7 separate regions of the Mus musculus genome follow, and regions 2, 3, 4, 5, 6 and 7 are each linked to region 1. The links are chromatin contacts, called in public Hi-C, HiChIP or PLAC-seq and promoter capture Hi-C maps. All regions are on one chromosome and are shown on one strand. The core of a region is the stretch at or near the end of the contact, and the rest is flanking DNA. Distances in the headings are between cores, read along the strand shown.

Region 1 (3,916 bases), core at 414-2,913:
TTTCTTTTTTTCTTTCTTTCCCAAAGCAGGCACTAGATAAGTGTGGGCAAGATGAATGCTTTAAATTAAATATCCACTGGCTATGGTGGCGGATGCTGTTAGTGCCAGGACTAGGGAGGAAGAGGAAGGCCTCTCTGTAAGGGCTTACGGTTAGTGCCAGGACTAGAGAGGAAGAGGCAGGCCTCTCTGTAAGGGCTTACGGAGGACCTGTCACCCTCTTTTGGCCTCCCAGGACACTGCAAGCATGCGATGCACAAACCAAACAAAATCAGACAGGCAGACGGTGATATTTCGAAGAAGGAATTCTTTTTTACACATGGTCCAGAGTTTGGAGCTCTTGTGGACTGGTAGCTATTAATGAGCTAGAGACAGTGCTAAGACATGGTGAATGCCGGAACCATGCTCTCCCAAAGGGCAGCCTGACGCTGACCTTGTAGGAGAGAGCAGGCTCAGCCAGGTGGCAGGACACAGGCAGGCTTCATGGCACCCAAGCTTTCCGACAATGTGGGTAATGGTGTCCTCTATGTCAAGCACCTTTTAGGCACAGAGAAGAAGGGCACATGAGCCCAGGCTCTTGAAACTCACTGTAGCATTATGCTTTGAAGTGTGGCACCACTGAGATGTCCTGAATCCAAGAACACTGGAAATCAGAATAGCACCTTGCCCTTAAAATTGCTGAGACTGGAATGAGATGACATAAGCAAAAGTCTAGCATGAGGTAGGGAGCAGATAAAACACCCTAGATGCATTTGGACAGGCTTGCAGAATTCTGGACCAACTTAATTCTGGACAGCAATGGCTATATAGATAGATGTGTGAGTGTGTGTGTCTTATTTGCATCACAATTTGGAGCCAATGAAACGTTTTTGTTTTGCTGAGATGGGGGTTTTGCTATGTACTCCAAACTGACCTCAAAACTGAGAAGCTGTGATTACAGGCCTGAATGAGGCAAGACACCTGGCACATTTACCCCCAGAATTATTCACTGAAATTGGTGTTCACCCTTGAAATGTTGACTCTAGGATACACGTTTTTCTTTTTCTCTTAAACAAAAGATATCTCTCCTTTCTTTCCCGAACCTTGCTGTCATTCTTGAGCGGTATATTTCTTTTCTCTAGTTTTCCCACTTTCGAAACAAGACCAAAAAATGTGTAGGGATCCAGCAAGTGCTGTGTATAGAAAAAGCAGGCCCTGATAGTAGTGACAGTCTCAGGTACCGAGAAAAAAGTGAAGCTAGATCAGAGGAGACATAAAAAAGGAAGGTGGTCATGTGCAGAAATAGTTGCCGGGCTCTGGGTGGGGTGAATATGACCCACGGCAGCTCTGGGGCTGGCCCAGTGACCGCAGGACAGAAAGGGCCAGGAACAAAGACGGGCGCCGCGCAGAGGTCTGGTCACGGAAGTAAAGTACGGGCCCCGCTGCCAGAGGCCAGCAGAAGAGCAGCTGCCCTCCGCCAGCCGGGGAAAGTCCAGCAGCGCGGCTCCCGAAGCGGGCCAGTTATTCCCGACATGCTCCTCCCGCAGGATTTCAAACCATGACAACAGCCACCCCGCACTCCCCCCCCCCCCCGCGTGCCCCAGCAACAGGCGGTGGCTGGCGTCTCATTGGCCGCGGGACGCGCTGCCGCGTCCTCATTGGCTGCACAGTCTCCGGTCCTCTTCCGCGCTTGCAGCGGCCTCCATTTTGTCGGGAAAGGCAGTAGGAGGTTGGTCCCCAGACGGAGTTGTGATCCGTGACTCGTTCGTGGGCTGTTAGATCCGTGCATCGTTTCTCCCTGTAGAGGGAAGGAGGCTTGGAGGTCGAGAGGGAGCCGCCGCCGCCGCCGCTCGAAGTCGGTGAGTGTGGCGGGGGCGGCCATGTTGGCCATCGCGGGCACCATTGTTGGGCCTGGCTGAAGAGGAAGTGAGGCCGGTCGGGTGCGACCGACTCCCTGGGAGCGGAGCCGCGGGCTGAGGCTGCGAGCTTGCAGGTTCACTGTGCGGGTGACTGCGAGTGCGGGCCTTCTGACTTACAAAGTCGGAGGCTTCTCAGCCTTGTGAGGGTGTTTGCTAATTAGAACAGAGAAACCTTTCCCCTTAGAGGCGTGATCTTTAGGAATGTAAGGTTATTATGGTTTGTGAAAAATTATGGCACCCGTTACCGGAGTCATAGGCGAAATCACGATGCGCGCTGTTGGGAACAGAACCTTGATGTGGAAATGGCTGTGCGGGTCCTAGTTTCACTTTAAAACGGGTAAGAGTTGCAGGTAAGCCCCCAAGAGTTGTAAGCTGATATTTATGAGGTCAAAGAAAGTCGTGGTCTCATACATCATCTATGAAGCTTTGAGGAAGCAGCGACAGCCATTTCTGTAGAATGTCTAAAAGATCACTTTTTGGGGTTATTTTCAAGTAATTCTCTTTCCTTTTCTAGCTAGGACTTCTCTCAAACTTGTGTGCTGAGGAGACTCGATGTGGACCTCAGCTCCTAGGCTGAAATCAGCAGACTGGCTCATGAAAACTTGTGTACTGAGACAAAGGAAAGGATCTAGCAGAAAGCAACGTCTCTTATCCTGGGCTTGGCAGCAAGGAAGAGGACAAGTAGTGGAAATCCTTCAATCTGAAAAGCAAACTGAAAGGTATAAAGATTCCCATCACAGTGGGGCCAATTATCTTAGGAGTGAAGCAATTCTAAACTATTAAGGTCAGCGGCCATGCATGGCGATGCTGCAGTATTATGTGCCTGTAATTCCAGCACTCCAGAGTTTGGGGCAAGACTGCTTAAAGTTGGAGGCCAGTCTGGTATAGGAGACCCCACCAGCCACGGGTGGCTTTCGGTGTGTGGGGTTATTTCTTTTAGCTTGTACAAAGAATGAAAGAAGAGCTTGCTTTAATTTTTTTCTTCTTTCAATTTCACAAACTGGTATCTAGCTCACGACTTTAGTTTTTTGAGGTAGATGGTTTTGAAGTCGAGCCTAATGCCATCTTGTCATATTTTCTTCAACACTTCTAGAACTGGAACTATGGAAACATCACAAGGAACATGTGGAATTTATTGTTTACATGTATTTACTTACAGGTGACAAAGAAGCTGAAGATGGGTGGCGGAGAGAGGTATAACATTCCAGACCCTCAATCTAGAAATGCTAGTAAGAACCAAGAACAGCAAAATAGACAGAAGAGCAAGGATCAGAATTCTTCCCAGACGAAGATTGCTCATAAGAAAAAGGAACGAGGACATGGGTACAATCCAGCAGCAGCAGCATGGCAGGCCATGCAAAATGGGGGAAAGACCAAGAGCCTTTCTAACAACTCCAACTGGAATGCTGGTTTATCAAGTCCTAGCTTGCTTTTTAAGTCTCAAGCTAGTCAGAACTATGCTGGAGCCAAATTTAGTGAACCACCATCACCAAGTGTTCTCCCCAAGCCACCAAGCCACTGGGTTCATGTTTCCTTGAACCCTTCAGATAAGGAAACGATGACATTTCAACTTAAAACCTTACTTAAGGTACAGGTATAAAGTTAGTAGGTGTTAACTTTAAATTGTGACGCTTACACATGACATCTGATTTATGTGCTGTACACACTATACAGTGTCGATGCAATTTCAACAATTTAAGTGACTAATTGATTCTACTTGGTAAATTCAAGTTTAGATCTGGGAAATAGTAACCTTAACTTTTTTATTGTTTGATGGGAAAAATTAAGATTTATGGGTTAACACACAACTTCTGAAGAAGTCAGACAGTGCATTTAGCATATACAAGGTTGCACAGTTCAGTTTCATGGTCTAGGGTCATCCAAACTATCTTGGGCATTTTTCAAAAGATAGCGGCGCAGCACATGTCCCAGTGGTCATTTCTTAAATGCAGTGGATAAGTACCCAGAGATGTACCAAGTCTATTCTAAAAACAGACAGTGCTGACTAGCACCCCACAAAG
Region 2 (3,916 bases), core at 589-3,088, 1.8 Mb after region 1:
AGCTGCCTTCTAATTCCTGAATGCTGGGCTGTGTTTACCTGTTTGTCTTCCCAAGAGCCCCCTCTCAGGCCTCTCTGAGTAGGATGACACTTCTTCACCCAAATTCCAAAACATCAAGTCTTAAGAGACTTCAGGAAGGACTGGAGAGATGGCTCAGCGGTTTAAGAGCGCTTGCTGCTTTTGCAAAGGAGCCGGGTTCGATTACCATCACCTATGAACAGCTGTGACTCCAGTTCTTAGCGCATCTGATATCCTCTCTGGCCTTCACAGGAGCCAGGCATATGCATGGTGTACACAGGTGAAACACTCATATGCACACACACACACACACATACATACACACACACACATACACACACACACACACACACACACACACACACACACACTTCTTTAAGGATTTTTTTTTTCCCAAAAATGATTCACTTAAAATAAAGAGCAGAGGAGCAGAGGAAATGGGGCCAGACCCAAAACTAATCAAATCTTGCTACCGGTTCCTGGATCTCAATGGTCCTGAGCCTCCATAGAACCAATGGTAGGATCCATCCACCATTTCCCACGACTTCTACATCCACTCCACTCTCTTAGCTCCCTTCTCTTGTCTGATCATTTGCTTGCCTGTGTGTTTTCAGACAGAGTCCCAGGTAGCCCAGGCTGGCCTCAAAGTCACCATTTAGATATAACTGCCCTTGATCGTCTCCTGGGCTCTACCCTGAGTTCTGGGATTACAGGGACTCAATCTTTAAAACAAAACACAATTGCCATTTATATAACAGTTGCTAGAGTTAGGCATTATCAATATACAGGGCTTTTTGGTTGTTTTGGCTTATTTTTGTTTTGAGCCAGAATATTTTTATTTATTTATTTATTTATTTATTTATTTATTTATTTATTTATTTATTTATTTATTTTTGAGACAGGGTTCTCTGTGTAGCCCTGACTGTCCTGGAACTGACTCTGTAGACCAGGTTGGCCTCGAACTCAGAAATCTGCCTGCCTCTGCCTCACAATTGCTGGGATTAAAGGCGTGCGCCACCACACCTAGCCTGAGCCAGAATCTTAACTATGTAGTTCAATCTTGGAACTTGGAACTCACTATGTAGCCCAGGCTAGCCTCAGACTCATAGAGACCCACCTGCTTCTGTCTCCTAAGAGCTGGCATGCTTTTTATTTTAATGATTTTTTTAATTGTATATGCATTGATATTTTGCCTGCATGGGTGTCTGTGTGAGAGTGTTGGACTCCCTGGAACTGGAGTTACAGTTGTGAGCTGCCATGTGGGTGCTGGGAATTGAACCTGGGTCCTCTGGAAGAGCAACCAGGGCTCTTAATCTCTGAGCCACCTCTCCTGCCCCTTGTTGGCTCTTTTTAAAGTAAGTGATTAGTCAGCAGTGTGATGTAGGGCTGCAATTCCAGAATTCAGAGGTTGAGGCAGGAGCAGCTTGAATGTAAACCCATCCAGAGTGACATAGACCATGTCTCAAAATACAAAGATAAAAAAATAAGGCTTATCACTGCAGCATACTTTTTTTTTTTTTTTTTTTTGAGGGGGATGTTAAAGACTTGTAAATTCAGCCTCAGGCCTGAGGTCTGAGTTGTCAAATCATGAAAACAAGATTCCTTCCCAGGACACAGGGCTCCAAGCCTGGAAACCATCCATCCATCCTGCCCCGTGTCTCCATGTTGCTCTGTATGCCCTGCCTGTGCTTCTTTTGAGAACTGACAACTCATCTACAGGAACCTCAAGGCTAGTTTCATCCACCCCCAGGTTTGAAAGAAGGAAGCTCCTTTCCCCGCCCCTAGGCCCTCCTTCCTCCCGCCTCCTCCCTTTCTCTTCTGCAGAAAAAGCAGCCAGGTTCAAAGTGGCCTGCAGACTGTCCTGAACTCATCTCTCAAAGCTGCTACAGAGCCCAGGAAGATTTCAGGATGAAGAGCTTCCTCCTCTTCCTCACTATCATTCTTCTGGTTGTGATTCAGGTAAGGACAGCTCCTCCTAGAGTCACTGCAGCTACCACCAGGTCTTAGCTTAATGGTTTGGTCCAGGTTCTGGGGAAGGAATGCAGGTTCTCGGTGGTGGTGGTGGGGACCCTTGCCTTCTACCACAGGGACAGAGATAGATGGTCGCCAACTGGAAACCAGGGATCTAGGAGGGCCTATATGGCTGGGTTTCTACTCCTCACAGGCGCTATCAGACTGGCCTCAGAGAGGGAAATCTCAGAAGGTGTCTGATGTGTGAAGCTACTCAGAGGGTTCTGGGTAATTCTGGATCAGGAGAGGAAGCCCTGATGAGGAGAGCCGCAGAAGTGGCCCTTTTGAGAGGGCTGGAGAGAGGTCTAATAGACTGCCATAGGTGACCGAGGGTCCCCTGCCCCTGCCATAGTGAATTGTGGGTGTGCAGGAATACAGAGACAGAAGTCTCCCATATACTCTGCAGATCAACTGCCACCCTGGGAGGCATCCTTTGTGGCACTATGTACGCAGAGAGGCCTGATTAGCACAGGGAATGGAGCCATCAAGTTCTTGATCAAGAACATCTAGACCATGCATCAAGGCAGTTTGATGGCCACCAAAACTAGTTTGATGACCATCAAGGGCAACTTCAGTTACTGCCCGATCAAGCATCAAGGACAGCTTGTCACCTGCCATCCCCACCCCACCCTCTGCCAGGGGCCTTACTCAGGCCCGTCACGTGTGATACTCTGGACCATGGTGGACTCTGATCACCAGGAGATGAGGAAACCGAGGCTCTGGGAGGGGAAGCCCACATTTGGGTTTCTGTTTCCCTCTTTGCTGGAGGATCTGGCAGCCTGAAAAGTGGTGGGAAGTTTCGAGGTGGAAGAATGACAAACATGGGGGCTGCCTTTCCCTTGCCTGTGATGAGGTGGGAAGCCAAACATCTCAACAGGGCTGATGGCAGTTTTATGGAAGCCTAGAGTTGAAGAAAGGGAACAAAGGGGCAGGAGCCCTCAACAGAAGGTTCAAATCCTACTGAGCAGCGCTTCTCTTGCAGATACAAACAGGATCCTTGGGACAAGCCACTACGGCCGCTTCTGGTACTAACAAAAACAGCACCTCCACCAAAAAAACCCCCTTAAAGAGTGGGGCCTCATCCATCATCGATGCGGGTGCCTGCAGTTTCCTCTTCTTTGCCAATACCTTAATGTGCCTCTTCTACCTCAGCTGAGGTGAAGGCGCAGCTTCTGAAGCCCCGTGCTCCACCCACTGCTGCCACCATCAGTAGCGAGAGACATCCCAACCCACGGGAAGGGTTGATAGCAGATATCCAAGGAGGCTAAAGTTGACAGCCAATGGCCGGAATGGGAGCGGGGCCGTGACACCCAGCTAGGGCACAATAAAGTTATACTTATGCTTAGATGGGGTCCCACGTGTGATCGATCACTGCACATCACTGGCCTCAGGAGTCATGTGTGCGGCAGTATTAGGAGTGAACCCAGTACTGCCCTTGACTCTCAAGCCCCACACACCCCAGGTTCAGGCAGGTGCCCAGCCCATGCCCTTGATGTCTTCATACTGATAGATTCTGGGAAATCACATATTGTTTGGCTGTTTCTCTCAAAACTCCCAACGGGAGTACTACAGACCCAGAAGCAGCCCGTGTCTGGGAAGGTTTGCGGAAGGATGGCTCCCAAGTCTCTGACCACATGCCTTCTATCACTGGGCAAGAGGATGAGGAGGCAAGGCTTGCTACCCACACCCTCAGCCAGGGAAGGCAGGAAGGACCAGCAGCCCCTCTAACCACCCTGCCCTCCTGGGCTTGGGGGTGGTCTTTGGAGGAGACAAGGAAGCTCAGACTGATTCCCAAGGGTCCTTGCCTCTGTGTCTTCCCAGGATCCCATGTCAACAGAGGATGGCAACATAACTGCAGCCCGAGGTCTCTGATATCCTGACCTGTCAC
Region 3 (3,916 bases), core at 685-3,184, 1.7 Mb after region 1:
TCTTCCTAGCTACCCATTGTCTGTCCCTAGAACCTTGGGCATGTGGGCATGTGCTTGGGTCCGCTATGTCGTCTAGGAGTACAGACTCCTCTGTGGTTGCCTCGTGGTTCCCGGGTTGGACATGAGTTTCCCCCGTAAGAGCACAGGGTGGCTGTGGCTGCTCAGTCCTTCCTAAGGCTGGGCGCTGTCGCTGTCCTCTGAACTGTGCCTCTCATTTGGGGTTAGGAGGGTTCCCTTTTCCTGCTCTAACCTTGACAGTTCGGAGCACCTAAGATAAAAAAAAAGTGTTGAGTGTTTTCTGGTGTTTTGTGTTTCTCTAAGGCCTTTGAGCCTTAGCTTTCTGGTTTTTCTTGCCTCCCAATTTAGGGATCGTCTCAGTTGTATCTGGTTATTTGGCCAGCCCTCAACCTCCTCTAGTTTGGATCCAAGGGCCCTGTATGTATGAGGAGTAAAGTAGTTGTGGGGGTGCAGACAGGACTTCTGCTAAGCCTTGGGGCTGTTAACAGCACCATGGACCTCCAGGGCCTGAGGGGCCGCTTTGCCAGTGTTTTAACAAGTTTATGTTTTCTTATGGAGTGGCTTACCTTTCAGAGTAATCACACCCAGCTGACCATCCCCTCAGCCTCCGGGCTGCTGCCTCCTTAAAACAGAGCTTCCTGGTTGGTTTCCACCCTGTTATCGGGAGCCCAGCCTCCATGCTCACGGGTATTTTTCTTCGTAAAGTTTATAAAGTTATTTATATGACTCTTTGTTAAGTCGACTGGTTTGTATTGCCTATTTTGATTACAGAATAAAACATTTAACAAACACTCCGGTTTCCTAGTGCCTCCCAGCGTCCCCTGCCAGCCTGCCTGTGACTCTTTTGAAGTGAGTTTAGGCAGATCCAGTGTGGAGGCTCAGTCTTCCCACTTCTGCTCTGGGTGGCGACAGATTAGTCTCTGCCCACACTCCTGTGTTGCAGAGAGCAACCGCCGCCAGTTGTCACTACAAAGTTGCACACCTCTCAGAGGTCAGCAGCTTCTGGGTTTCTGTGGCTTTGAGGAAATGACTTCCCCAGAAGCAGACAGGCAGTTTGCCTCAGCAGGCAGCAGAATTGTGTTGTTCCTGCGCCATTATTTATGTAGCCCCAGGTCTACTCTTGGGGCCTATAGTGAACCTGACAGAGCTTGATCCACAGTTGGAATGGGTGCTGGACTCTCTTCCATCTCATTAGCTGAATTCTTAAAGTTCAAAGATGTGGGGTGTCATTTGCAATGTAAAGGTAGAGTTAAGTTGGGATCACCCCAAAAATAGCTGTGCCAAGGGCCAGTGCAAGCCAGGTTAAGTCGGGGCACCAGCCTTTGACTCCGCACACTAGCACGCTCGCTGTCCCGCAGCCTACTTCCTCCCCCTGGCTCCTGAAGGGTGTGAGCCGCTCCCCCACCCCCTCGCTTACAGCCACCACCCCTTTCTTGTCTGAGCCTGTTTGAGTGGAGAGGTGCTTTAGAGAAAATGTCCTGGCTGCACTGGCCCTCCCCGCCCTCCAGCGCCCCACCACAGCTTTCCCCCCGGCCCTTGCTGTCTAAGCTTGCGAACTGACCCGCCTTCCAAAGTTCCATACTGAGCTGTGCTATTAAGAGACCGGGAGACCTGGGTGGCACTGCTTTGGCCACTGAATGTACACAACCCGGGTAGACTGGGGAAAGCTTTTAACTGAACCGGTCCGCCTGCCTTCCCAGCTTTTTCTGCCTTTTAGCCGGTCCCCAGCATGGGGCTGAGGGGGAAGTGGGGGAGCCAAGTAGCTGCAGAGGACAGGGGTCCTCCCGGCTCCAGGCCACGGAGCAGGGCGGGGTCATGCAGGCCCCGCCTTACCCGCCTGCGCAGCTCATTGGTCCCGAGAGCAGTGACTCGCGGGCGGAGCAGGAAGGAAACCGCTCCCAAGCGCGGCGGCGGCAGCGTAGTTCCTAGCCGTGCAGCTGCCGCTCCCACCGTCCCTCAGTTGGTCTGTGTCCCCCGCCTGCAGCATGAGTGGCCTGCGCGTCTACAGCACGTCGGTCACCGGCTCCCGAGAAGTAAGTGTGTGCCTGGGCCGGCGCCCGGAGAGGGTGGGCCGTCTCTGTGCTCCGACCAGCGCCCGGGAGCCGCCCCCACGATGGAAGCAGTGAGGTGCGGGGTATGGCCTCCCAGGTCTGGTCCAAGGGCTGGGCCCAGCCTGAACCCCCGCACCAAGGGCCCCTCGGCATCCCCAGCGTGAGCTGCCCACGCTCATTCCCCCAGTATAGGGCCATCCATTCTCTTGCACCAACCCCCGACCGCTTTAATCCCGCTTCCTCTCCACTGTGCGGCTGTGGAGGAGGAGATGTGTCTTGTAGAGAGGGCCTGCCCCTCGCCGAGTCTAGCTTCCCTGTCATGCACAGAACTTGCCCGTCTTCTTTCTGAAACTCTAGTAGTTTACCTGTCTATCCTTGGACCCTTCCCATCCCTTAGTGGCCAGAACCTCCCCTCAGAGTGGGCAGGATAGAAGCTGTTGCTCACACCCGAAGGAATTCCTCCCACAAATCCTTCAGCTTGCCTGCCAACCCTGTCAATCCTCCGCCCCTAGATCAAGTCCCAGCAGAGTGAGGTGACCCGCATCCTAGATGGGAAGAGGATCCAATACCAGCTAGTGGACATCTCCCAGGACAACGCCCTTCGAGATGAGATGCGAACCTTGGCTGGCAACCCCAAAGCTACCCCACCTCAGATTGTCAACGGGAACCACTACTGTGGGGTATGGGGTTTGGGTTCTGGGAGGTGTTGGAGGACTGCAGCCAGGGTCAGACCTGGGCAAACAACTGGGGTGCCCTGCACCTCGACTCAGGTGACTGCCTCCCTTCCTCAGGACTATGAACTCTTCGTGGAGGCCGTGGAGCAGGACACACTGCAGGAGTTCCTGAAGCTGGCCTGAGTCAGGATGGCCACCGATCCTATCCAGCTAGCTCTTCACCAGGCCTTGTAACCAACTCCTTGTCGTCCTAATCTGCAAACCCAGACCCAGACCCTTTCCGCAGCCGCCTCCTCTTCCTCCAGAGGCAACATTCCTTATTCACCAACTAGTCTCAAAAGATTGTCTTAAGCCCTGACGATGGCTGTCCCCAGCCACACCTTGGGGCATCCTCTCTGCCTGGCCCTGTCTGATGAGCATTTCTGTTGCTTCCATCAGCCAGAGCTCTGCCAAAGGCCCCGCATCCCCATCCTAGGAGTGCCCTAGAGACAATTAAATGTCCATTCCTCTGGTGCTGACTGCTTGTGGTGTCCGGGTCCCTGCCTGGCAGAGGCAGATAGTTCTGGTGGTGTTTGGACTGTCCCAGGGCTGCCGCTGCGTGTGCGTGTGCATGTGTGTATGTGTGTGGAACACATGGCTGGCTGGCAGCACATGACCATGATGGCTGAGTCACCCTGTTTCCCATGTAGGTTCTGCTGTCTGCCTGCCTGCCTGCCTGAGGGTGGCTGCCCCCGGGCTGCCTCCCGTGTTGGAGCTGACTGATTCAGTGTAGGGGGGTGATGGGGGCGTGTACAGCTGCAGCAGTATTAGATTGGGTCCATGGGGGTAGTTGTGGCACTGGTTTTGTGCACACTCTGGAGAAAGTATCCATGTGAGCTTGTGGATCTACATGCATCTGGTTGTCTTCAGAGGCCTCGCCCCCATTGAGGCTCCCCTGACCCAGCTGAGACAGAGAATGTCAGCCCAGCTAGGGCTGGCCACTCCCTCCACTGGATTCACTTAGTACAACTTGGAGAACAGGAACCCAGGGGACAAAGAGTCAGTGGCTATGCCGGCTGGGGCTCCAGTTATAGGCCTGAGCATCTCTACCACCCCCTCCCTACAGTTACAGGCCTAACCCCTCTCTGGAGAGCCTTGTGAAGCTTATGTCAGGGGCGGCACTTTATTCAGGGC
Region 4 (3,916 bases), core at 1,008-3,507, 1.6 Mb after region 1:
AGCAACCACATCCCCCAAAGGTAGAAGGTGAAAATGAACTCCACTAAGTTGTCCTCTGACATACATCATACAAACATAAATCCATAATTTTATATTTAAGGTTGCTCAGGTGTGGTAGTATATACATTTAATCCCAGCAACACTCAGGAGGCAGAGGCATCTCTGAGTTCAAGGCCAGCTTGGTCTACAGAGACAGTTTCAGGCCAGCCAGGGCTATAAAGTGAGACCCTGCCTCAAAGGCAAAAGAACTGTAGAATGTAAAGTAATTCTTTTATTGGACGGATAGGCTTTTTAAAAGTTTAAAATATAAGCAACTAACTTTGTTAGTCACATAGAAGATGATGGCACACCGTAAAACACTAGTCTTGTTAGCTTCAGCTGTCAACTTGCCAGCTTAGCTATTTGAGGAAGTGTCCAGTGGGGGATAGCCTCTATCAGACTGGCCTGTAAGCACATCTGTGAGGGGGTTTGTTGATTGCCCAATGTGGGCAGTGCTATTTCTAGGCAGGCCAGCCTAAACTGTTTAGAAATGTAGTTGAGCCATGACCCTGGAGCAAGCCAGTAAGGAGCCTCCCCCACCCCCCACAGTTCCTTCCCTAGTTCCCTCCCTGACTTCCCTCAGTGATGGATGAATTCCCAGTGACCCTAACCCTGAAGGTTTAAGTCAAACAAACCTTTTCCTCCCCTAAGGTATTTTTGGTCAGCAATTTTTCTTTTTAATCACAGCAACAGGAAAGCAGCTAGAACAGGTACGTCCCTTGACGATCCCGTGACATTTTATGACCACAATAAACAAAAAGACTACTCTCATGAAGAGATCTCTTCCTAGTCCATCCTGTTTAACACTGGTAGCCGGCGTCTACTGAGCTTTCCTATTTCCCCCTACTTTCCAGGGCAGGAAGCAAGTCTTGACTGACTCAGTATTCCCAGAAAACGTGAGCACCAATAGGAGGATGGCCCTCAGGACAAACTCTGAATAGATTGCTGGGCTTTTATTAGGAGGGGCTGGAGGACGTTACACTAGGGTGCGAGTGGGTGTTCTAGGAAGACAACTTTTGGTCAATGTGGCAGGTGTTGGTTTCCTCGCCTATGAAAGCAGCAGGGTCAGTAGTAAGGTCTTTACTTTTGGAATATGGTTCAGATTATATAGAAAGTTGCCCAGACCCCAAATATTAGTTTCATAAGCAGATGACAAAGGATGATCCTGGAGGCACTGAGATGCTTAGGGGGCAATGAAGGCAGGATCAACCTTACTAACAAGCAGTAGGTACAGAATAATAAAGAAAAGAATGGGCGTTTCTGGCAGATGCTTACTCAATCTGTGTAACTAACGACGGGCCGGCCAGTTGGTCCTGGTTTCCAAGTGACTGTCACCCCGATCTCAGGGCAACTCAGGGTTATGACTGACAACTGCTGGGGGCATTTGAAAGGTTTTGTGCACGTATTTGAAGAACTCCGGGGGACTGCAGTCCTAGGAGACCTGTTTTGTGTCCGTACACCCGCCTAAAATGGGTCCCAACTCCGGTTCAGGCCAGCTAGGCTGCGCGCCGCAGCCAGGTAGGCCACACCCTCTCTCTCACCCAGCAGGACGCCCCGATCCTCAAGGCCGGGAACAATGAGGTTCCGGCTTCTTTAAGGGAGATACCACCGCGCCGGTGGGGCAGGGGACAGCATCCTCCCAGATGATCGCACCCAGGCCCGCGTCGCTGCCTGGGCCATTGTGCCACCCGCAAACACAGCTCGGTGCCTCGGAACGTAGGTGCAGCCAGCCTCCCAGCACTGGCCGCGCCTCCCCACGGACCCGCCGCCCAGTCCCGCCACCAGCGAGGAAGATGCACCGGGCATCCGGCCCCAGCGAACCGCGCGCTCCAGCCCGCCGCTCGGTAGGTCTGAAGAGGGCGGGCAGCGTAGCCCGCCACGGGGCACGAGCACCGCCGGCTCGGGCCAGCGGCCGCAGCTTCTCTGGGGTCCCGGGACGCGCCCCCCGCTGCGGCTGAGGGCGACCGTCCCCTGCCGCCACCCCTGCAGGGCAGCATTGGTCCGCTCTGCAGCGCGCACACCGCTGGAAACGCTCGGCTGTGCGCCGCGCCAGGGCAGCGACGGAGCGCAATGGCCAGAGCCCGCGGAGGAGAGGCGGGCGCTCGCCCGGCAGCAGGCGGCGCTCGGCTTGCGCACGCGCGCTACGGCAAGCCGGAGGGGGCGGGGCCCGGCGTGAGGGGGTGTGTCCGCGCACCACGGGGGCGCGCGCCGGCTTCTGACTGGAGGCCGCCGCGGCCGAGGGCGCGAGCTGCGCGATAATGGCGGCCTGCAGAGCTCATGAGAGGGAGAAGCGGCGGCGGCTGCCCTGAGGTAAACCTGGCCCTTCGCCGTGCCACGGATGCCCCGCAGTCAGAACCGGTCTCCCTGCATGTGTCTCTGTCCCCAGCAGGCCTGTCACGGACCTCTCAGTGGAGTCATCCCCGGGAAGGCCCGGTGCTGCGCCGGCCACCGGCCGGGGACTGCGGCCTCCGTTCCCGCCCGGGCCACTCCCGGAGTCCGGTCCCCTAGGCTGCAGCCGCCAGGAGTTGAAGCGACTGCGAGGCCCGCTCAGGGGCCACGGGAGGGTCCCTCGGGGTTTCCAGGGACGGCCGCCCGGAGTGAGCTTGCTGCTTGGCCAGTGAGCGCGCCTCGGCGACAGAGCGAGCACCGCTGGCCTTACTTGTCCCCGTCCCCGGCACCAGCAGGTGCATGTCCAAGCCGCCGGTGCCCAGCCCCGGAGGGAGAATGGCAGGCAGGCAGGCAGGAGGGTCCGGGACGTGCCATCGTAAGGCGCTCGGGTTCTCGAAGGATGCTTCAGCAGGGCGTCTCTCCAGCCAGGACCCCAAGGATTTGATAGACACCGTCCTTTCTTATGCAAGGAAGGCGTTCTTCCTTGGGGGGGGGGACCTCTGGCAAGTGGGAGAGGACAGGGGACCGCTGCAGAGAAAAGAGTCACTTGGAAGTGCCTAGTAACCGGGAATCAGCACAGAGCAGGACAGAATGGCCCGCCCGGTGACAGGAAACCTGACATTGGGGAATCCAGGAAGAAATTGAAGGGTAGGCGACCAATACAAGGAAGTAACTCAGGGCAAACCTCAGGAACAGTCATTTTCTTTTAAATCTGGCCAATGAACTTAAAGTAGTCGTTCCGGGAGTCTCCGGTTCCCGGGGCAGTCACTTTGTTTACCTGGTTGTGCAATGTAAATACAATCTTACTCTTCCTGGCCGGCGAAGACAGTGACAGTGAGTGAGGGAGCGTACTGCAGACTCTCCACTCAAAAGAACATTTCTCTGTGGGGCCTGTGCTCCAGCTTGCCTTTAAATGATTTCTCAAGGTACAGCGCCAAAGGACTTTGTCAGAGGATTCCCTGTGATGTATAGGATGCTCCCCCTTTGGCCAGAAAAGACCTAGAATTAAATAACTATGCTAAACAACGATAAAAAGGTAGTTGACTTACTTCATTTTGAGGGAACAGCTCTGCAAAAACTTTATTTGTGCCCATTTTGTAAGAAACAAATAACTAAGCATGCTGGTGCAGGTCTATAACCCTAGTTTTTGGAAGGTGGAAGCAGGAGATTAGGGTCATTCCCTGCTATATAGTAAATTCAGGGGTAGCCTGAGCTACCTGAGACACTGTTGCAAACAAAACATAAGTAAGTGATCTTGACCACTTTTGGTCCATAAACCAAAGTCAGGGGTTTGCATTTCTAAGTGTGAGGGATTTTTATGTTTCACTGCTTTTGTTTGTGTGTTTTCTTCTCAAGACAGGGTCTCTCTGTAGCCCTGGGTATCCTAGAACTCCCTCTGTAGATCAGGCTGGCCTTGAACTCAGAGATCCGCCTTCCTCTGCCTCCTACACGCTGAGATTAAAGGTGTGAGCCACCACCTCTTGATGAA
Region 5 (3,916 bases), core at 528-3,027, 1.4 Mb after region 1:
CGATTTTTCAAAGCATGCAATCAATTTCTCCACATTTCTCCTATGTCATCAGCACAAAGGGGTCTCAAATCACACCCTTGACAATGTCAGGAAAATCATTATGTGAAAATCAAGAAACATCATTAAAATATCAATCTAGAAACACTGGGACATATTGAGATATTTTCATTGAGTAACGCTGGCAGCAGAAAATCAAATTAAATGATATTCTTCAAAGAAAGAAAATCTTGGAATATCAAAACTCAGGGGTTCAATCACAAGGTTGAAGAATTCCGTCCCTTAATGTTTTTGTCCTGCCCAACATAAGATATTCCAGATTCAACCCAACAATGAGATCGGAGCCATCTTAATTCTGTCTACAACTCATTGTGCAATTGAAATACCCACCCCTGCTTTGTCTGTGTCTGCCACGGTGAATAACACCCAAGCTGGCAGCCAATGATATTCAAGTCCTATTGTTCCTAGGGTTTAAGCTACTAGCCTCACAGTGAGAAAATGAAGTTGTATGAACCTCTAGGTTTCTTTTGAGGGCAGGGTCTACTTAATCCAGGCTGGCTGTAAAATTACAATCCTCTTGCCTCAGCCTCCTCAGGGTAGAGGGGTGGGGTTTAGCCCACTGGGTTAACACTTAACATTTGCAAAGCCCTGGGTTCCATGTTCGATGCATACATGGGCGGGGGGGGGGGGCAGCTTCTGAGTGTTGAGATTACAGACAAGCGCCACCACACCCGCCTGAGGTTTGTCACATTTGATGCCTTATGTCGCAAACATTTTTTTCAACAGTTCTCGAGTATTTTTTTTAAAAAGATCACCATTCTTTTAGCCCCGAAGCGTATGACTAAAGGTTCCAAACACTAGACACTGCAAAAACGAAGCAACGAAAAAAAATGCATTTATCTGTAGCAGAGCACCCAACGCAGCAGACTACACAGCATGGGCGTGGTCCTGGCCCAGGCGGGCAGGCTGGCGGCCCGGGCCAATCAGAACACGCCCTACGCTCCGGCCCCTGGCCCCGCCCCTCGGCTCCCCGCGCCTTTTCGAATCTCCGCGAACCTCTCCACGCTCGGGAGCCCGCGCGCGTGGGCAGCGACAGAATGGGCGGGGCCAACGGTCCTCCGGGGTGGCCCCGCCCCTCTCGGGCTGGCAGCGCGCGGCCGTCTGCCCCCCAACTCCCGCCAAAAACACCTCGCGGACACGCAGCCCTGGGGTGGCTGTAGAGGGCTCGGTCGCACGGCCTTCACCCACTGACGGAGTGCCCAGAGCTGTCCGGGACCACCGCCCCGAAGCCCCGGGAGACCGGGCGGGCGCCGCCCCTCAGCAGCACGAGCGCCCCCAGCCTCGCTCTCCTTCAGACAATGGGGACCCCCCGAACAGCCGCGCCCGCCGGGCGGTAGATGCAGAGGACGGCTCACGCCTCCTATTGTCTCCACGCTCGCACCCGGGCTAAAGCCCAGCGCTGGCCGCGCCCCCTCCCCTCCAGCCCGCATCTCCAGGGAATAGGGACAAAAGCCAAGGCTCCGCCCGAGCTCCACACAAAAGACCAACGCCCCCCACCCGCTGGGGCTCGGGGTCTCCGCCCATCTCCTGTGCCCGGCTGGGGGACCCGCCGCGTTCCCGGCTGCTCCCCAGCCCGCCGTAGCCTCCGCCTAAGCCAAGCCTGCACCCACCTGCTCGGTCCGAGCCGCCTGGCCACACTCTGAGCACCAACAGACCTGGGCGCGCACAAAAGCGCCAAACAGCGGCACGTGACCCAGACCAGGCGCTCCGCATTGGCTGCGGGTGACGGCACGTGCCAGTCCCGCCCCGAAGCCTGGAGAGCACCGCCTCTCTGGAGAGAAGCATTTCGGGAATTGTAGTCCGGGCCAGGGGGGCAGGAGGACAATGCTAGGGGTGGGGCACTCCTGGTGGGGGGTCTCTCTAGGTGTTAGCCGGGACTAGCGTGGGTGGGTGGGGTGTCTCTGATCGGAAGAGCATTTGGCTGCGGCCGCAGGACTGAATCGGTTATGGGACTCTCTTTAGGAAAACTGCAGGGCGAGGTGAGGAGCAGGGGAGGGGTCGGTCCTAACCTACTTCTTTTAGACCTCGACCGACTGGACTCTACCTCTACCCAGCCATAGGAGTTTATTTGGCTCCCTAAGCAATATCCCTTTTGATGCCATACCCCTCCCGGTCGCCTAAAACGCCCGAAACCCTGTGACAAGATAGTGCCACTCCACGCCCCTGCACGATCCTCTACCCTCGGTGTCCTATCACGGACACACGGCAGCTTGTCACCTGTAGCGCAACAACGCAGTCCCTAACCCATTTCCTACTGGCAGATTACGGGCGTGGTTCTTCCCTTGGCCACTTGCATTCTACCCTTCAGCCTCCCGAGCTGGAAACACTGGGATCTAGGCAGGACAGCGGGAGGCTCTGGAATCTGATCTTGGGTTTAACAAAGCCACTAAGCTTAAAGGCAGACTCCATCTGGACTGCTAAAGCCTTGCGGTGACAGGAAAGGGAAGGGAAGAGCGATGGCAGTTCTAGATACACTTTGCTCCTTTTGTTCTGAAAGCACGTGCTCCCTAGAGCGGGGCTGGGCTCACTTTGAGAATGTAAACAAAAGGAGCCACAAGGTCACGGTTCCCTCTGGCCGGGATAAAGCAAAACTATAGCAGAGACACAAAGGAAATTAGCGTGACCCTGTCTGTCTAAGAACCTCTTCTCTCTGCTGACCAAAGCTGTGTCCCCACGAGGTGGTCATTTCCCCAAAGCACCTGCTCAGAAACTCTTCATTGGGTTTACCATTTTATTAATGGATTTGGTCTCTCAAAAGCCAACCCATACATACAACAGCTTCTGTGGAAACAATCCTAATTTTAAAACAATCCTACATCTGCTTAACCAAGAGGGAAGCACCCGAGATAAAATACAATAGGCATACAGGACAGTGAAAACTGTATTGTGCAGACAACGTACAAAGCAAGCAATTGGCAAAGTACAGTTGTCTGGAATATGCTTATAGAGGCATATTTTCCAGCAATTGCCCTTGCGTGGGGTCAGTCTCCCTCTGCCCCCGCCCCAGCCAGTCTAAGTGGTTCTTGCTTAGCATGTGAACAACAGGAGCCAGTTCTGCGCAGTGGAAGGCTTTTCCCTCTCAGAACGCAGTCTCACAATGGCCTGATGCTTCAACTTTCAGAATGGATCCCTGAAGTCATTTTTAGAACTGGACAGGAACGAGGATTAGACCTTTCTGAAAACTGAGAAGCTGGGGGAACACAAATGTGCAGAGACCTCCATAGCCACGAGGTTCGGGAACTTCTGAACCAGCACTTTGTCTTGAAGTCTTTGTATTGGATTTGGAGATGTGTGTGCAAGATCCCACCCATGTGATACATTTTTTTTTCAAATACAAGATATGCCACGCAAAAGTCTCATATTTCTATTAATGTTGTGACAGAGGAGAATTAATCTCTCAAAACACTGATTATTTTGAAGCATTTATATCATCCCACCCCACCCCCACACACACCTTTCTCCCTAGAGCAGATGTCTATTTCCATGGAAACCACAGCTAAGAATGGAGTAGATGTTAGAACTCATGTAGGTTTTTTTTTTTTTCATCTTTTTTAGCGATACCCTTTGGCTTCTGGATTTGTGGTTAGATGTCTGCTCCTGTTGACATCTGTGACAAGAGTTTCTCAAGGTTCTCACTGCTGCTTAGGAGGACAGGGGGATGGAATTAAGGTTCCCTTGTGAATAGAGAGGTGCTTCCTGTGCTGTGGGACAATCCTGCTCTGCAGGATGGAACGGGGTTGCTTCTCCGAAAGCCAGTTCTCACCAGTGTTCATGGATGGTCTCGGAACTGGGAAGGGCAGCTAACAGCTTTGCTTCTCCACTTTGGGAAGAGCCACAACCCCCCTCTCCTCTAACACCA
Region 6 (3,916 bases), core at 522-3,021, 1.4 Mb after region 1:
ATCTACAAAAGATAAAAGAATAGCAGTAAGAAGTATAGTCAGAGTTCATATTGTGACTGGGAGGCAAAACCTCCAGAGGGGTCCTGAGGGAAAGACAAGCCATGGAGGACCCCAAGTGGCATTGCTTAGAGGCTCCATCAGTCACCTACAGTAGCTACTTTCCCATGTTTCTGCATAACTTCCACCCCCATTGCATCTGGTGATCCAGGCCCAGAGGAACGATAATGCCGACATTTGTCTAAAACTAACTCCAGAAGCAAGGCTCCAGGCAACTTCTGGGCACCCAGTGTGGGTAAACGTAGACGGGACAAGCTCTGGCAGGCTTTCGGGTCTCTCAGCAACCAGGTCGCCTCCCCCTTTGCAAACCAATTCTCCAATTCAGCTCAACCAATTTAAAGAAAAGGCTACCTCCGCGTCTTCCAGGACTGAACAAGAAACTATTGGTGTTTCACACTGCATTGTGGGTCTCCATTTGTACTCAGTAACGTGATCAGAATGGAAATGTTAAGGACATTTTCCCCCAAAGTTCAGACACTCCCACGGTTCCAAGGAGTACCCTGAAAGGGAAGATCTTCATCATGGTGTCCCCGGGTACCCAACAAGAACAGTCAGCTTGGGGAATCCACCAAGCCTCCTCTCAGTGCATAGCCTGAGGCAGCCTAAGGGGCTTCAGGGGCTGCTAGGAGGAAATCCCCCAGGTTAAGGCTGAGGGTGGTGGTGGGGCCTTGTCTCTTTTCCTATCTAGGGCAATCTGGCTTTCCTGACGCTAGGGAAGGGATCCAATATTCTGGCCTGGTAGCCCTCCCACCTCTCTAAAGCTTTCCTTGGGGGTTCCCCCACAAGGATCTGCAAAACATACCACACACACACACACACACACACACACACACACACACACACACACACACACACACACTTCCACCCCTGCTCCTTCTTGTCCCATTATAACCTCGCTCCTAGAATGCAGCACATAGCCTGTGAGGTTGGTTGTTCCTGCCCAGGGTGTGATCCTGCTGCACAGGCTGTCTCCCATGCCTAACTTCTGCAGACGACACTGAATTATTCTCCCCATTCCACAAGCCACAAGCTCATAGGCTTTACTCCAGCCCTGGTCCTCCTTCTCCATGGCATGCTACCTCTGGTCCTCCCATAATCCTTCTGCTCTCCCCACTCCCTTACAGTGACCCCCCCACTGCTCCTCCGGGGGTGGGGTGACCTCAAACGTTTCTTCTTCCGGTCCCCTCCTTGAGGCTAATTCCCTTGGTGACCTCTCCTCACCCCTACCGGGAGGTGCTCCCCTACATAACTGTCCGGCTGTCAGGGTCCTGCTGTCTTCGGCCTCGCCCCATCTTCTGCCACCTGCCCACTTCCGCCACTGGGCACCGCACGCATGCAGCTAGGAGCACACCCCCAACCCGCGTGCCGGGGGAGCACTTCTCTACTCCCAGCCCAGCCCAGCCCGGCCCGGCCCCGGGATCTCCAGGAGCAGTCTCACCTGTGGTCAGAGCAGAGCTAGGAGCTGTCTGCTGCGTCCCCCGCGCTGGAGTCGCAGATAAAGGGGTAGCGGCCACGCCCCAAGCCCGGAGGGCGGCGCTGGGCACCGGGAGCTCAGCCGCCTCCGCCAGTCTGCAGCTTCTCGCCTGGCGTTATGCAAGCTCAGACTGCAGGAGGGGTCACTCCACGACGCATCCCGGGACTTCCTGCGGCCACAGTACAGTCTGAAAATAGAAGGCCCAGAGAACCTAGGCTCAGATAAGAGGCTGCAGACTCCTGCAGAGTTTACCCACTTCCCCAAAGCGCAAGCTTCGCTCTGTGATAGTTGCAAGAGAGTCGGATGAGTGTCCCAAGAGCTCTGAGGCAAGCTTGAGCTCAGCACATACCGCTCATGCCTCACAGGGCTACTGTAGTCCAGATGTCGCTCTCCCTGGGGAGCTGCGTCCCAAACTGGGCTCTCTGGCTTATCAAAGTCTCATCCCGTGATCTCTGACATTTTCCCTGTCCTGATTTGTCTAGATCTCTGTCAGAACAACCACTCCTGGTTGTCACATCTTCCAGGTATGGGACCAGCAGAGAAGGTGAACAGCCCAGTGGGTTTTTATAGGCAGGGTATGCCTCCAATAAATACTTTCTTACAGTGCCTCATGTGCCTGCCCCTTCTGTGGTGTTCATACCTAACAAAAATGGAGTACCAGACCGGGTCTTGAGTAAAGAGGCCTGATTGGTAGAGGCTAGGGCCCTGTCCTTTACTGAGCTTTTGAGTCTAGAGCCCTGACACATTAACAGGATTGAAGCCTGTTGCTACCCCAGCTCACCCTGCGACCTTGGACAAACCTTGCTCTTTTGGGCCTCAGTGTTATAGAGATGGCAGTACCACTTGACAAGGTGTTTAGGTCAAACGGTGGACATGAAGGTCTTTGGAAACTGCAAAATTTCCCTCTGTACTGTGATGAGCATATTATCTTAAGAGAATTGTATGTGAGAGACTGGCCTCTCATTCAACAAATTCAGACAAACGCCCACATTTCCTGAATCCATGGGGCAAGCCGACAGGCCTGCCATCCCGTGCCTACTACTCTGGAGACTGAGGCAGGAGGATTATTTGAAGCCAGGAGTTCAAGGGCAGCCTGGGCAACATATGGTGACTGTGTCCTGATAGGATGAATAAAAATGAGAGACTTTGCAGACAGTGGTGGCAGCGGTGGCACACGCCTTTGATCCCAGCACTCAGGAGCCAGAGGCAGAGGCAAGGGATCTCTGGGTTCTGGGCCAGCCTACTCTATGGAGCTAGTTCCAGGAAAGCCAGCGCTAAACAAAGACATCCCATCTTAAACAAAACAAAACAAAACAAAACAAAACAAACAGTAAGGACTTAGAAGAAGCCTCGGACTCAGCTTCTATTTTTGGCAGGAAGGTCAAGCTCTCACTGCTTTGATTCTTTGTTTCCGGTTGGTTTGGCTTTTGTCAGAGGTGGTATGTTTTTTGTTCATTTGTATGTTTTTAAAGGCAGAGTCTCACCCAGCTCCTGCTTGGAGCTCACAAGTGAAGCAGAGGCTGAGGTCTCCGGCATACACCACCACATCCTGTCCCCTCTTGGTTTGTTTTCAAATCCACGGTTTATATGTAATGTTCTTGGCCTGTGGCAAGCGGTGAGCCAAGCAGTTGCCATGACGACCTCTCTTGATCTAAACCATCCCCTGAAACAGGTTCTGTGTCTACCACTCTACACAGTGGGGAAGCGAGCTCTGAGCAGCCATGGGGCCTTCTCTATGACCTTCTTCAAACCTCGAAAGTTCCTTTGAGGTGAATGTGGTGGCCACTGTTTTATGGGTAGAAAAGTCGAGGCCTAGAGCCGGGAAAGGTGCATCCAGGCTCAGGCGGCTGTAGCTATGTCCGGTTCCGGCTCTGGGAAGTGACTCAGGAGGTTTGCCTGCAAGAGAGAAGTCGTTTGGCCATGACCCTCTGAGAGCCCAGCAGTTGTGTGAGGACTGTGGTTAGCCAGTCAGTGCCTATCAGCTCCATGCAGGGCCTCTCAGGTATGCTGTTGATCTATGGCACACTCTGTCACCGTCTTTGTCTGTGTCTGAGGAAACAGGTTCCAGAGTGTGACCTGCCCAAGGCCGTCCAGTCGCCTAGCACTGGACCTGGATCTAAGCCAGCTCTTATCTTGTGGTGCAGGGATGGTATGATGGAGTAACCCCAGTGTTTCCTTCACGGTCTTGCTACTCAGCAACTCCTGTCCCCAGCCCAGGCAGCAGGAAAGCAGCGCTGGGAACACCGCATCCACAGCTCATTTCAGGCCCTTGGGTGAGAAGCAAGACCTCCATGGTCCAGAAGCACAGACCCCACCCCACCCCCTTCCCCATCAGAATCCTCTAAGCTCAGGACCCTGGGGCCTTGTGGGTAACTGTGTGTCATC
Region 7 (3,916 bases), core at 967-3,466, 1.2 Mb before region 1:
TCAGAGGACAATCTGTGGGTATCAGTTATCTTCTTTTCGTATACAAGGTTTCAGGGAAGAAACTCAAGTTATCAGGCTTAGTGGCAAGTGACTTTACCTGCTGAGATATTTTGCTTGATACCATATATTCCTTTTAAATTAAGGGGCGGGGGAAGCTTTCAAATATCCTACTTTTGGGATTGGGAGATGTAGCTCAGTGGAAGAGCCCGTGACTATCATTTGCAAGATCTAGGTTTGATTCCCAGCACTGAAAAAGAACCTATTCTCTGCAACCACTGTCACGAAAATTATGTATGCATAGTGGCCTCTTTTCTTGTGATCCCTCCTTTTAATCCTTGTGTAATACAGAACCTGGCTTAGCAGAGGTGCTTAAAACTTGCTTGAGATGCAAGTCACCTCCATTTCTATGCAGAACAGTGGCCAGTAGCCACATTGTTCTTTAAAAACACTATAATTTAGTACTTACTTGTGGAGCACCTATGTGCTGAGCACTGTCATAGGTATTTCCTAAACCTGTCAGCTCTACATTGGGGGGGAGGGGCTCCTGCTATAAGTGGGGGATCAGTCCTCCCAACAGCCATAGGTGAAAGTCTAGAGGCTACGGAAATGATAAATCTGATGCTGATGGTGATCTGTGTGGGTAACAGTGGCCAGGTGACCGTGCACCTGGTAGGGCCCTATCAGATACTGGTTTGACTGTGGCAAGAAGGTAGTGGCCGAGTGCTGACAAACCACCGACAGGGAACATGGTGTGGCACCTTGTCAGCTTGACACAACCTAGAATCTCCTGGGAAGCGTCTCCCTAGGGGATTGTCTACATTGGTTTGGTCCCTGTGTGTGTGTGTGTGTGGGGGTATCTTGAGTAAACCAATGTCAGAATACTCAGTCCACTGTGGGTGGCCCCATTCCCCAGGCAAGGAGTCTTGAACTGTGCCTGCAATCCAACTGGGCACAAGCAAGAACATGCATGCATTCACTTCTCTCTGCTCTATGGATGTGGTGTGATTAGTGGTTTGAAGTCTTTGTCTTGCCTTGACTTCTCCAAGGTGGTGGACTAACCTGCAATTGTAAGCTGAAAAAAATCTTTCCCCCCTTGGTCCTCCTCCTTCTTCCTGGTCTTATTATGTAGCTCTGGGTGTCCTGAAACTACACACACACACACACACACACACACACACACACACACACACACACACACATCAAGGTAGCCTCACAATTCAGAGATCTGCCTGCCTCTGCCTCCAAAGCACCAGGATTAAAAGATGGGTCACTAAGCCTGACTCATTAGACTTTTTTTTGGGGGGGGAGGGGGTTCAGGATATTTTATCACAACAAAAATTAACTAGAACAGCTGCCCAGAGTGCTCTAATGACCCAGAGTGTTCTAATTATTTATCTTCAGCAGTAGCTGCAAACTGCAGTCACAGTATTAGATGACAGAAATTTGAGTGACAGCTCTGCTCCATAGGTTCGGTTTCTGTTTTAAAGGTATTGCATCAAGTCGAGCTGACAGCGACAGTGCTGGGGACGACTGAATATTGTCATTGCCCATGGAACAGCTGTAATCACATTGGGAGCTAGACATAGCAACGAGAAGCCTGGATCTCGGACAAATGGGTCTCCATGTGATGCAGGGACAGCTCTCATGACCAGTGCCAATGGGGCTCATGTTAACTGGATCCGATTCACATCCATTTGACTGCCAGGACACTGGACTCGGGGTTCATAACCAGCGTGTGGTGCTATAGGTTAAAACGTGAGAGGATAATGGCAAAAGAAACCCCGTGTACACCCATACCAAGCCCAGTCCAGAAATCAGTCTCGTTCTCGCCCTGCACATGACTGTTTGTTACAAAAGAAGGAAAGAAATCTTTGTCGTCTCTTCGCAGCAAACCTCAGAAGTGGCTAGGTAAGGGATGGATCATGCTATGGAACATGCTAAGGAAACATCTCCCAAGGTACTGTGAGGCGAAGGTCAAAGGTCAAGAGCAGACCAGGTTCCAAACTTGGAAGCCTGCCATTGGTAGAAAGCGTGCACGTGATGCAGGGACAGCCTTCTCGCGAGACCGTCCCCCAGCACGTGACTACGGCGTGCGCACATCCGGGCTACGGCCCTCGGCGTTTTCCCCGGCCCCAAGATGGCTGCCTTTTGGCGTCTCCAGCGCTGTTGAATGGAGAAAGCTTTATTGTTCCCTTCGGGCAGGAGTGTTCGTGTCCTCAATGGCGCTGTCAATAAAGAACGGCAGTTTGAATCGGTGCTGAGCAGGTAACCATAGAAACGGCGCTGGGACTCTGCGCGGAGACCCCTGTCGCGGCGGAGGCTCCCGAGACTCCCTGAGTGAGGGGCGCCCCAGGACCCCTGGGGGACGCAGGGGATGCGCGGAGCGAGCTCCGCCTGGCTCGCGTCGGTCACAGCCGCCGCCGTCCGCTGTCCTCGGGACGTGGCCCCCGGGAACAGCCCTCACTTCGGGCGCAGCCTAGGTTGTTGCGTCCCGTGGAAGGACGCGGGACACTGCCTGGCATCTGCGGCCCTCACTCCCCGGCTCCCGGGCTGTGCTGCGGACGCCCCGGCCCAGAGGGCTCCCTCCCATCTCTGCTCTCAGCTTTTGTTTATCCGCTGTAAAACAGTTGCGGGGAAATAGAAGTCGTGGGAAATAAAACTTCAGCTCCCAGCAGTGAAGTTGCACGGAGACGCAGCTATGGTCGTTTTTTGTTTTCTTTTTAACGGGTTGTCCGGCCGCTCGCCTGCCGCGGGGCGGGGGAGTGCGCGCAGTTGCCCCGGCTGCTTTTCGGCTTTGATGGAAAGGTCCATAAAGCCAGAGTCATTTCTCTCCGGCGCTTTACAGAAGTTTGCCAATCCTGGCCCGAGGCACAGTTGACACGATATGTGACTAGCTTCCATGATGCCGTCAAGCTAGTGGTCTCTCATTCCTTACAAAGCTATCACCCGCCCAGTGTGTGCAATTGGCCATCTATTTTATGTCTCTACGTAGCTTTGCAGTGTATTTTCCCTGCACAAAACGTGAAGTGTGATTAGGGTGTGCTAGCTTATAGGGCTGGCAATGTGAGGCTGTCGCTGGGAAATCCCCCTTGTATGATAGCCTAGGTCACATTACCTCAAACTGTAAGTTTTCTCCCTCTGGGAGTGCTCTTCCTTGGAATTGTATCCAAATCTTGGTGTGGGTTATAGCTGTTTAAGCAATCAATGTAGGGTTAGGGTTAGGAAGTGCAAATTTTCAGTGCTTGGCATAAATTATGCTCAATGTAGACATGGTTCTTCGGTGACAGGTTCCCATTCTGTCTTGTGCTTGTTTTGACACAGACCTCATGTAGCCCAGGCTGGCCTGGAAATAAATAAATATACGTATATGTATTTGTGTGTGTGTATATGTATACACACATATTATATATATACATATATATATATATATATATATATATATATATATATATATATATAGGCTGGCCTGGAAATAAATACATATACATATATGTATTTGTGTGTGTGTGTATATGTATATGTGTGTGTATATGTATGTATATATATGTATATATATATATATATGTATATGTATATATATATAGGCTGGCCTGGAAATAAATACATATACATATATGTATTTGTGTGTGTATATATACACATTTATGTATATATGTGTATATACACATGTATATACGTATGTGTATACATATATATGTATATGTACGTGTGTGTGTGTGTGTGTATATATATATATGTATATATATATATACACACACACATATCTCCAGTTGGTTGGTCTAGAGCTCCTGCTCCTCCAGTCTTCCTCCCAAGTGCTGAGGTTACAGGCGTGTGCCTCTTGCCAAGCTCCATCACCCAATTTTTTTTTTTTTCTTTCGAGACAGGGTTTCTCTGTGTATCCCTGGCTGTCCTGGAA

The links. Promoter capture Hi-C pulls out the DNA fragments that hold promoters and counts their contacts. Hi-C and Micro-C count contacts between places; a contact is called where the count stands out from the background. HiChIP or PLAC-seq counts read pairs in DNA pulled down with a chosen protein or histone mark.
Region 2: a Hi-C map of B cells shows a contact between it and region 1, with 5 read pairs. The contact joins the promoter of Cd52 here to the promoter of Pnrc2 in region 1. A contact is called at or near these places in 2 of 39 promoter capture datasets (the C10 cell line and pre-B cells) and 1 of 484 Hi-C or Micro-C datasets (B cells).
Region 3: a promoter capture Hi-C map of liver shows a contact between it and region 1, with 4 times the contacts expected there. The contact joins the promoter of Sh3bgrl3 here to the promoter of Pnrc2 in region 1. A contact is called at or near these places in 4 of 39 promoter capture datasets (liver, neutrophils and pre-B cells).
Region 4: an H3K27ac HiChIP or PLAC-seq map of thymic regulatory T cells shows a contact between it and region 1, with 7 times the contacts expected there. The contact joins the promoter of Pdik1l here to the promoter of Pnrc2 in region 1. A contact is called at or near these places in 1 of 39 promoter capture datasets (pre-B cells) and 1 of 115 datasets of contacts at active chromatin or transcription factors (thymic regulatory T cells).
Region 5: a contact with region 1 is called in a promoter capture Hi-C map of liver, with 2.8 times the contacts expected there. The contact joins the promoter of Stmn1 here to the promoter of Pnrc2 in region 1. A contact is called at or near these places in 3 of 39 promoter capture datasets (liver and pre-B cells).
Region 6: a promoter capture Hi-C map of liver shows a contact between it and region 1, with 4 times the contacts expected there. The contact joins the promoter of Paqr7 here to the promoter of Pnrc2 in region 1. A contact is called at or near these places in 3 of 39 promoter capture datasets (hippocampal neurons and liver).
Region 7: a promoter capture Hi-C map of pre-B cells shows a contact between it and region 1, with 3 times the contacts expected there. The contact joins the promoter of Zbtb40 here to the promoter of Pnrc2 in region 1.

Annotation. Positions count from the first base shown.
Region 1 is chr4:135,871,593-135,875,508 of GRCm38.p6, reverse strand. It overlaps Pnrc2 (proline-rich nuclear receptor coactivator 2), which reads left to right and starts at 1,663. Exons shown (of 3, transcript NM_026383.3): 1 at 1,663-1,835; 2 at 2,410-2,614; 3 at 3,055-3,916. The coding sequence starts at 3,073. The coding sequence ends at 3,495.
Region 2 is chr4:134,092,995-134,096,910 of GRCm38.p6, reverse strand. Cd52 (CD52 antigen) reads left to right here and starts at 1,838. Exons shown (of 2, transcript NM_013706.2): 1 at 1,838-1,977; 2 at 3,011-3,373. The coding sequence starts at 1,927. The coding sequence ends at 3,184.
Region 3 is chr4:134,126,751-134,130,666 of GRCm38.p6, reverse strand. It overlaps Sh3bgrl3 (SH3 domain binding glutamic acid-rich protein-like 3), which reads left to right and starts at 1,934. Exons shown (of 3, transcript NM_080559.2): 1 at 1,934-2,051; 2 at 2,582-2,749; 3 at 2,861-3,261. The coding sequence starts at 2,004. The coding sequence ends at 2,926. It overlaps Cep85 (centrosomal protein 85), which reads left to right. Exons shown (of 14, transcript NM_144527.3): 14 at 1-809. It overlaps Ubxn11 (UBX domain protein 11), which reads right to left. Exons shown (of 15, transcript NM_026257.3): 15 at 3,887-3,916. The coding sequence ends at 3,910.
Region 4 is chr4:134,285,594-134,289,509 of GRCm38.p6, reverse strand. It overlaps Pdik1l (PDLIM1 interacting kinase 1 like), which reads left to right and starts at 2,257. Exons shown (of 3, transcript NM_001163794.1): 1 at 2,257-2,349.
Region 5 is chr4:134,466,181-134,470,096 of GRCm38.p6, reverse strand. It overlaps Stmn1 (stathmin 1), which reads right to left and starts at 1,777. Exons shown (of 5, transcript NM_019641.4): 1 at 1,668-1,777.
Region 6 is chr4:134,494,616-134,498,531 of GRCm38.p6, reverse strand. It overlaps Paqr7 (progestin and adipoQ receptor family member VII), which reads right to left and starts at 1,771. Exons shown (of 2, transcript NM_027995.3): 1 at 1,496-1,771.
Region 7 is chr4:137,046,995-137,050,910 of GRCm38.p6, reverse strand. It overlaps Zbtb40 (zinc finger and BTB domain containing 40), which reads left to right and starts at 2,216. Exons shown (of 19, transcript NM_198248.1): 1 at 2,216-2,265.